2 separate regions of the Hordeum vulgare genome follow, and region 1 is linked to region 2. Evidence: chromatin contacts called from public HiChIP or PLAC-seq data. All regions are on one chromosome and are shown on one strand. The core of a region is the stretch at or near the end of the contact, and the rest is flanking DNA. Distances in the headings are between cores, read along the strand shown.

Evidence for each region. HiChIP or PLAC-seq counts read pairs in DNA pulled down with a chosen protein or histone mark.
Region 1: an H3K4me3 HiChIP or PLAC-seq map of embryo shows a contact between it and region 2, with 6 times the contacts expected there. The contact joins the promoter of LOC123402489 here to the promoter of LOC123402259 in region 2. A contact is called at or near these places in 1 of 6 Hi-C or Micro-C datasets (seedling) and 1 of 1 datasets of contacts at active chromatin or transcription factors (embryo).

The regions. Positions count from the first base shown.
Region 1 is chr6H:341,898,859-341,903,243 of MorexV3_pseudomolecules_assembly, forward strand. It overlaps LOC123402489 (leucine-rich repeat receptor-like protein FASCIATED EAR2), which reads right to left and starts at 2,353. Exons shown (of 1, transcript XM_045096411.1): 1 at 1-2,353. The coding sequence starts at 2,195. The coding sequence ends at 348.
Region 2 is chr6H:340,985,982-340,990,332 of MorexV3_pseudomolecules_assembly, forward strand. LOC123402259 (vesicle transport protein GOT1-like) reads left to right here and starts at 1,612. Exons shown (of 7, transcript XM_045096154.1): 1 at 1,612-1,820; 2 at 3,929-4,005. The coding sequence starts at 3,978.

The DNA.
Region 1 (4,385 bases), core at 1,103-3,602, 910 kb after region 2:
TGAAATTGCTCATGGTACAACATTCATCCGTTGGTGGCCAACGCACCACCTAATCATGTACATCCACTGAAACAGGAGTTGTTGATCTCAACTAGAAACTGGTGCACAATCCTCTGAAATGGCAGGATTACAACCAGCAGATTTTCGCAAGGATGCAAATACACCAGAAAAAGTTTTAGACCTCCGTAGAACAACAATACTAGGCCAACAACACTAGGCGTAATACCTGATCATTCAAACAAGCTAGACAACTTGCTTTTGTCAAGAATAGCTGCACACTAAAATCACTCAAACTTCGCACACATTCTCGTATTTACAGAACTTATTGTCCGATCCACCCTCTAACCTCAATACTCTATCCTCACAGGCCGAAACACGAAATTCCTAGCCTTGGGGGAGCATAGCAAGGTTGCCAACGACACAAAGAAGCTAGTCATCGTGCTGATAGAGAACGCCCCAAGGGACACCCATCCATTCTCTCCATGCCAGTCACTGAGCCAGCCATGACGATTATTTCTGGCTATTTTCCCTTCTGGCATCGTTCCATCCATAGTGCACCCTTCCCCACCGCATATCCCAGGGTTTCCTGCCAACGCTCCTGGGAATTTCCGCAGTCCATCGGTTGCTGGCAAAGGCCCAGATAGGCTATTGTAAGAGAGGTTAAGGGCTTCGAGCTCTGTCATGGCAGCAATTACAGGAGGCACCTCCCCTGACAGTCCATTATGTGAGAAGTCCAGCGTTCGCAGCCTTCCCATCCCCCCAAGCCCTGCAGGGATCTGCCCAGCTAAGTAATTACAAGAAAGGTTCAGATACTCCAATCCCTTCATTGCAACCAGCCCTTCAGGTATCTCTCCATGGAGCAAATTCGTTGATAGATCTATACCAGGGGCTGCTCGAAGATCATAGCCCAGTTCAAGCTGCTGGCCTGTGGCATCTACAGATGCTGATACAAACAGTTGAGGTGAAATCATAGCACCTGCTGGAATGCCCTGACCACCTCCTGCGCCATTAAGCACTGAACTTGCATTGAAACCACCATCAGGAATGAAACCCTCAAACCTATTGCCAGACAAATCAAGCCATTGGAGAACCGGGAATGAGAACATCCAATCTGGTAGCTGGCCAGAGAGCTGGTTATCAGCCAGCGACAGCGACCTCAGGCTCTGCCATTTCCCCACAGCACCACTGAGCTGCCCGGTGATCTCATTTCCCGACAAGATCACCACCTCAAGAGACCGGCACCCAGCCAGTGGCAGCGGAATCTCACCAGATATCCTGTTGTTCGACAAATCTAGAACCTTCAGACTATCAAGTGCATCAAGCTCCGGCCGCAGCGCCCCAGAGAGCTGATTCCCCCCGAGACGCAGGTACAGAAGCTGGAAGCAGCCGGCAAGCCCAGCAGGCACTAGACCGGACAGCCGGTTATGTGACAAATCCAGCGCCTGCAAGTAGGTCAGGTTCCCAATCCCAGGCGGGATCTCCCCGGACAGCTGATTGTCCGCAAGGAACAGGCCCTGCAGGCTCCGTATCGCGGTTATCCCCGCAGGGATCTCGCCGGAGAAGCGGTTGTGGGAGAGGTCGAGGAGGAGGAGGCTGGATGCGTCGGGGTCGGCGACGATACGCGGCGGGACGGCACCAGAGAGGGCGTTGCTGGAGAAGTCGAGGGCAACGAGGCGCGAGGAGAAGGAGAACCACGGGGAAAGTGGGAATCCGAGAGAGTTGGACGAGAGATTGAGGGTGCGGAGGGCCGGGAGCGAAGCAGGGAGGCAGGTGGGGATGGCACCGGAGAGCGCGTTGCGGGAGAGGTCGAGGTCGACAAGCGAGCGCGGTAGGGAGCAGGGGAGCTCGCCGGAGAGGGCGTTGGCGGAGAGGTCGAGCTCTCGAAGGCGGCGTAGGAGCGCGAGCGAAGGGGCCGGGAGCGGCCCGGAGAGGTTGAGGCCCGGGAGCGCGAGCGCCGCGACGGAGGGTGGAGCGGCCACGGCGGCGGCGGCGGGTGGGTGGAGCGAGACGCCGAGCCAGGACGCGGAGAGCGGTCCGTGCCAGGAGGAGAGCGCCACGCGGGAGGGCGGGGCGAGGGACGCCCGGAAGGCGAGTAGCGCAGCGCGGTCGGTGGAGGCGGGGGCCACGGGGCGCGGCCCGGCGGCTAGGAGCAGAAGCAAGAGGGCGAGGACGAGGACGAGAGGGGTGGCCGGCATGGTGGTTCGGTTGTGGTGGCGTTGGCCGGCTAGGGTTTTGCGGGGTTTGAACGCTGCCGGCGTGGGAGGTGGTGGCTGGGCAGTGGGAGAGAGTGGATCGGTGACAGTGCAGCGGGGCGCGGGGTGGAAGGTGATTGTGCGTCGTGTCTCGTGTGGGCGTGCGGTAATTTGGAGGAAAATGGTGGCGATGGGGAAGAATCGTTTTCTCGAGCCGGAATGGACGGGTGGCGACGGCGCATTCGCGGGATGCACCGGTGAATGTCGTGGAGTTTCCCATCCGGCCTCCGATAGAACAATAGGCCTTTTTGTTTTAGAAGTCTTGGGATTTTTTAAATTCCAACTAAAAAGTCCCAGTCCCTATTCATTTGTTTTTATGGATTAAACAGGGATTAGAGGTCATTAAATGATATGCAAAAAGATCATGTTACCCCTAATAATATACTACAAGTTATTAAATGACATGCTAGAAGTAGGGACACTGTTGGAAAAGTGTCAAAAAAGTCTCAAAAAGACTCTCATAGAGACTTCTTTTTGTAGTTCCAAATAGCTCATTTTAGTCCCTAAAAATCTCTCTTGTTTGTTTCATATGGGACTAAAAGAAACTTTTTTTAGTCCATACATCAAAAAGTCCCTGGAAACAAACACCCCCATAATGCTAGACGTACGAAAGGATACGAACTTTTATAGGCTGAGTAGGGGCAGCCATCCGACGTGGTTGCAAACGCGGGCTGAGGCGAGAAAACATAGACGTGCCGCAGTTTACGTAGGTTAATAACTAATAGTAAATATGTCCGTACGTTGCAACGGGTTCATTGCGGGGCAAACACCTAGATGCAACAAGCATATCTAGTCATGTGTATGCAATTAAGCTAATTGATAACTCAAAGAAAGAGGAGAATATATGAAACTTCAAGAATTACTCCAGCATCATGCCCAAGAATTACCGTAACCAAGTCAAATCCACAATATCCAGGTATATGTAGTCATTAACATGAAATTTCTTGGTCTAATCCTTGGCTAGTAACATTATTTTTCTAGACAAAACAAACTGAAACAGGGACTTGTATCATATCAGCGAAACTGAAATTGTGAGCAATCGGAAGGAGCACCAATTTTCAGAAAAAATAAACTGAAACTGCGATAGATCCAAGGTGGGGGATGAGTTACACGGGCTTGTATTATACAGCAGGGCAAACAAAGGAAAATTGGTTGAATTCATGCAGCAACGACGTGCATGACCTTTGGTAACATCTAAATTTATCAAATCAATCATGTATTTCCGTGTAACATCTTCTTTTGGAATAAAAAACTATGACCCATTAAATATGATAATTCGAACTTAGTCTTACCAACTCACATTTTTTTAAACCTCCACTGATGATTGTAATAACAACACAAAAGAATTCAGTCGACACAATAAAGTGAGACACACATCAAATCTTGGGGCATGCATAGCCTGTTGCATTTGGCAGACATGCTGTAGAGAGCCCTTTGTTTCAGTGGTCTATTCCAGATCCTTTCAGTGGCATGTTGGTAAGTTATTCACTACATGGATTTTGTCACAACCATCATTCAGTGTCTATCTGAATATATTGTACATCTGTTTGGCTGCGTTCCCTATTTCTGGAGCGGATCAGTAGCCACTCCACTACACTTTTCTTTGTGTTGCAGCAGAAGCAGAAGCAGGTCTGCGGGATGGACGCTGATGAGCAGCTCCACCGTGTTCCTCCACATGCCCGACGAGCAGCTCGTCCGTGTTGCCCGCATGGCCGACAAGCAGCTGCAGCCGGGTGTCGCGCTAGATGCGATGGCTCCTGTCGATCTTGTCCAGATTCGGTGACGGCGGAGAAAGCACGGGCACCGCGGAGCGGAGGGACGAGGGAGAAAACAGTGGAGGTATGGGGGCGCCGCGGCAGAGGAGCCGCCATGGAAGGTCACTACGTCGGCGTTGACAGCGGGCGAGCGCGCGCGTCCGAAGGCCCCGCCTCCATGCCTCCCCTCTGCTCGCCACCATGGAAAAATAAATTACAATTTTTTTTTGGCCCATGCAGGTCTTGAACACTCTAACCACCTGAGCTAATAGGCCATTGTTAGATATTTTAGACAGAATTCGAATATAGTATGGTGTGACAAGATTAGTTGGGAATAATACAAGAGTAGTTTTTCTTTTTTGAGAGAACAATAAGGAGT
Region 2 (4,351 bases), core at 362-2,861:
CGAAGAAGGTATCAAATGCGCCGCCCCCTCTTCATAAAATTAGTGCAAGATTGAGAGGCAAATTCTTATTTTTTTTACTCAAAGGAGAAACACCGTTGGTTTGAAGGGTTTTAGCGCATATAAAAAAATCTTGGCACTTATGCGAGTGATTGCATCTCACAATTCCGACTGACTATGCCGACAAATATCTTCGCATTGGTGAAGATACTACAATTGAATGAGTGCGTATGTTTGCCAAAGTGATCGTCTGCATCTTTGGCCCTGTCTATCTTCGTGCACCCAACGAGGAAGACACAAAAAATGGTTGATGGCAACAAGTGAGAGGAGAGGTTGGCCTGGTATGCTAGGAAGTGTTGATTGCATGCATTGAACTTGAAAAACCCGCCCAAAGGCATGACACGTGCATTATTGTGGCAAGTTTCGTGATGCAACAATTGTGTTAGAAGCCGTAGCATCCAGGGATTTATAAATTTGACATTGCTTTTTTGGTATACTGGGAACTTTCAATGATATCAATGTGTTGCAACAGTCTCATTTGTTTTCTAGACTTGCTAGTGGTGATGCTCCTGCTTGTAACTACATGATTAATGGACATGAATACATCAAGGGATACTATTTTGCACATGGTATTTATCTTTCTTGATGTATATTAGTCAAGAGCATAAAAAAAACCAACACTAGAAAGCATGTTGAATTTGCAAAGATACAAGAGGATCAGAGAAAAGATAATGAAATAGCCTTTGGGGCAATCAAGGTTTGCTATTGTTTGTAGTCCTGCTTGTTTTTTGATAAAAGAACCCTAAAAAACATCAGGAATTGTTGCGTGATTCTTCATAGTATGACCCTCGAAGATGAAAGGATCATGAGCTTAGAATTCTTCTACGACAACGTCGGTATGCGTGTGAAGTGAGCTAGAGACCCTGACCGCATACAAACATTTCTTCACACGTACCGGAAGATTGAGAACGCAAACACTCACTATCAGCTTCACGAGGATCTCATTGTGCACCATTGACACAGACATGGGCAGCAATTTCTGCCATTTTTTCATTCATTTCATTTAATTCATGCGTGATTTTCATCATTGTTGTGTTAAGAACAGTTTTTTATTGAAATGTTACTTTATTTTGAAGATTTAAATAATTATTATAATCTGAATAGTTGTTGTATTATGATTTGAAAATTTGATTTTATGTTTTTAGTCAATTTCAGTAAATATCATGTTTTTTCGGGTGACGAGGACCGCGGTAGAATTCGTAAAAAACGTTTTTCACATACTGTAAACATACGATACTGGCCATGTTTGGATCCTAGGGTTAGAGTTAGAGTTGGTTAGATTTAAACCATCTAACCCTCAAAGATCCAAACATGTGGGTTAGAGTTGGTTAGATGCATCTAACCCACCCAAAAACTCTAACCCACCTAAGAGGTGCTTTTTTGGGTTAGAGTAGGTGGGGTCCAGGGAAAGAGAGAGGTCTAAAGTAGCCAAATGATTAAAAAAAAGCATTTATTGTCCATCTAACCCTTTCATCCAAACACCTTTAGAGTTAGAGTTAGTTTAGGTTAGTTCAAGGGTTAGAATCTAACTCTAACTCTGACCAGGTTAGAGTATCAAACACGGCCACTGTCCGTCGTATACGGGTCTGCTAGAGTTGCTCTTATTCCGGTCACCATCGGAGCTGGCGACCGGTGGCAACCGCGCGGGGAGCTCTAGCCGTTCTCTCTCACAACTGTCGCTCGCCGGGACGCCGCGCGATTTCCTACCCCCACCCCCATTCCAGCGTACCACACCGACACCGTGTGAGATCCGTGCTTCATCGGTAGGTAATAAACCCTAATCCCAGTCCCCTGATTGCTTCCTCCCCGCAGCCGATCCATTCCCTCCGTGAGCGCCGAGATTTCCGCCACCGCGCGCGGTGTGCTTCTTCTTGCCCGTGCTACGAGTGGTCGTGTTGGGGGCAATCCCTGGCACGACGTGTATTGGTCTCGTTACGCGTCGGCAACGCCGTTTCCACCCGATCGAAGTCTTGAACCATCCGAGCTGCCGCTGCCGCTTGCGGTTTTGGCGCCGTATAAGTGAGTGACACTGCTCCTCGGTATTCACCCAGGCAAGCCCACAGCCGCCGCGCCGTGTTGTGCGCCCGTAGGTTGCAAGTGTTGGAGATGTGTAACCAACTAACCATGGACAGAGGCTAGCACCTAATATCCGCCACTTCTGTGGCGGCTTAATCATCTGGCTCAGCGTCTGCTGCCCTGGCATATAGGCCTAACTTTTCCGAGTAAAATGCCTGTAGCTCTTCTGCTTTGATTGTATATCTGTTCTAGAGAAATGGATCTGTGGTAAGGTGTGTGGCAGCTTCACTCCATGATCTCCGGTGGCTTGCTCTCCTGCAAGAAGCTAATGACTGCATTGGGAGCCTGAACGTGGAGATCAGTTGACAGTTTGTTCCCTTGGCGAGTTAACCCTTAACAGAGAGTTCAAATCATATAGTTGATCTTATATCTGTGAAGATTGGTTGGTAAACTCTGTTCTCTGGACTCTAGTTGGAGTTTGTTACTGCAAGTTATTTGTCTTGTGTGATTCCCATAGTTTTCTGTAACAGATGGTAATTTTTTATATAGCAATTGTTTCTGCAGAAATGCATTTTAGTGCTCAGGCTCAATGGAACCCGATTTTTTTTTGAAAAGTTTAAATATCGTATTTCAAAGTTCCAAAAATTCTGAAAAAATTCGACATTGTTGTATGGATGTATACTGTGTGTACGTAAATTCACATGATGAAATACGTTAAGAAGCGAGCTACACAAAAGTTACAGAATTGTGCTTTTGAAAACAGTGAACACTGAAAAGTGTGCGCCTGTTCACTGTAAAAAATCAACGAGTTTCCCTTTTTTGTGTAGCTCGCGTGTTAATGCATTTTCTCATTAAATTTTGGTATTTTACATACATATAGTATACATCCATATGAATACATAGTATTTTTGTTTAGCATTTTTGAAAATTTGAAATACGATTTTTGATTATTATTTTTCAGTAAAAGGGCTCCAAGGATCTTGAGCACACAAATGCCATATTCTTGTTTCTTCACAAGCTAGGGAATATTATAAATTTGGGTCTGAAGGGGTAGGGATCCTTAAACTATGAAACTTACTGTTTTCCATATTTGTTTAAATTTAATACATAAGGTACTCTAGGCATCAGCGCGTCTGTGCTGGTATAGTAAACGCCTCAATTTCCTGCAAACCAGCACTGCATTTCTTCAGAAGGTAGAAATAAACGTTGGTCCTAAGTGATTTATGTGCAGGTGTGAATTGCTCATGGTATATCCTTACTTTCTGATATGGACATTTTTTGTTGTTCCCCTCTATCACTAGTTGTGATAGGCTGTTGGTACCTGTTAGGAGCACTAACTCAGAAATAATATAGCTGTTGTATAATATCTTTTCTGTTTGTATTTTGATATTCTTTTTTTGTGAAAATAGTACCACCATAGATCTGCTGCCAGTTAAGAAATATATCACCAAATTTTTTTGCCTTAATAAAATACTTTTGCAAAAAATGTGCTGTTAAGTTTGTTTTCATGGCGAGTCAACTGTTTGCAAGGTTGGACGAATTTGAAACACATTTAGCTTCTTTGCCTTTTTGTGGTCCAACATCTCCTCAGGAAGTCACACACAACCCTTGTGAAACCACCCTTATTCTGAGTGTAATATCCTTCTAACTCAAAAGGAAGGGTGATAGATTTTGAAGAAATGTTTTTTGTAGTGAGCATTTGTAGTGGGGTTTTACAGAGATGGATATTTTGGTGCTCTGCTAATGTGGCGACTTTGGAGTTAAACCATACCAAATTTCCTTACTTTGATTAATGGTTAGATTTCTTTGGAAGGTTTGAAATCTAGACCCTTCTTGATGTATGTGTATTTGAAAGTTTGCAGGCTCAGTTGCTGCCTTGGTGGAATATCTTCAGGTCTGGTGCAATGGCCTACGAGATCAGTGAGATCAAAAGTAAAGTTCTATTCTCATTTAGGACTACTACTCACTGCAAGTGATCAAAGCACTTACTTGATTTTGTTTGACATTCACTAAAGAGGGTACATCAACCTCGTTCCCTTCCTTTTAGGTGTTATTCTCAAAATAGGAAATACCATTGAAATGGAAATTGTACAAGTACTATTGCAAATGTGTAATAGTATGTCTTTACAACTCTGGAAGACCTAACACATCTGACCAATGTTAAATGACCATTCATACATACTGCTCTTAAGAAATTCAAAGGGCATATTTCCGAACTTTGAATGTTCTGGAAAAATTCTTAGTTATACATTTTCGGGTTAAGTATGAATGCTCCCAC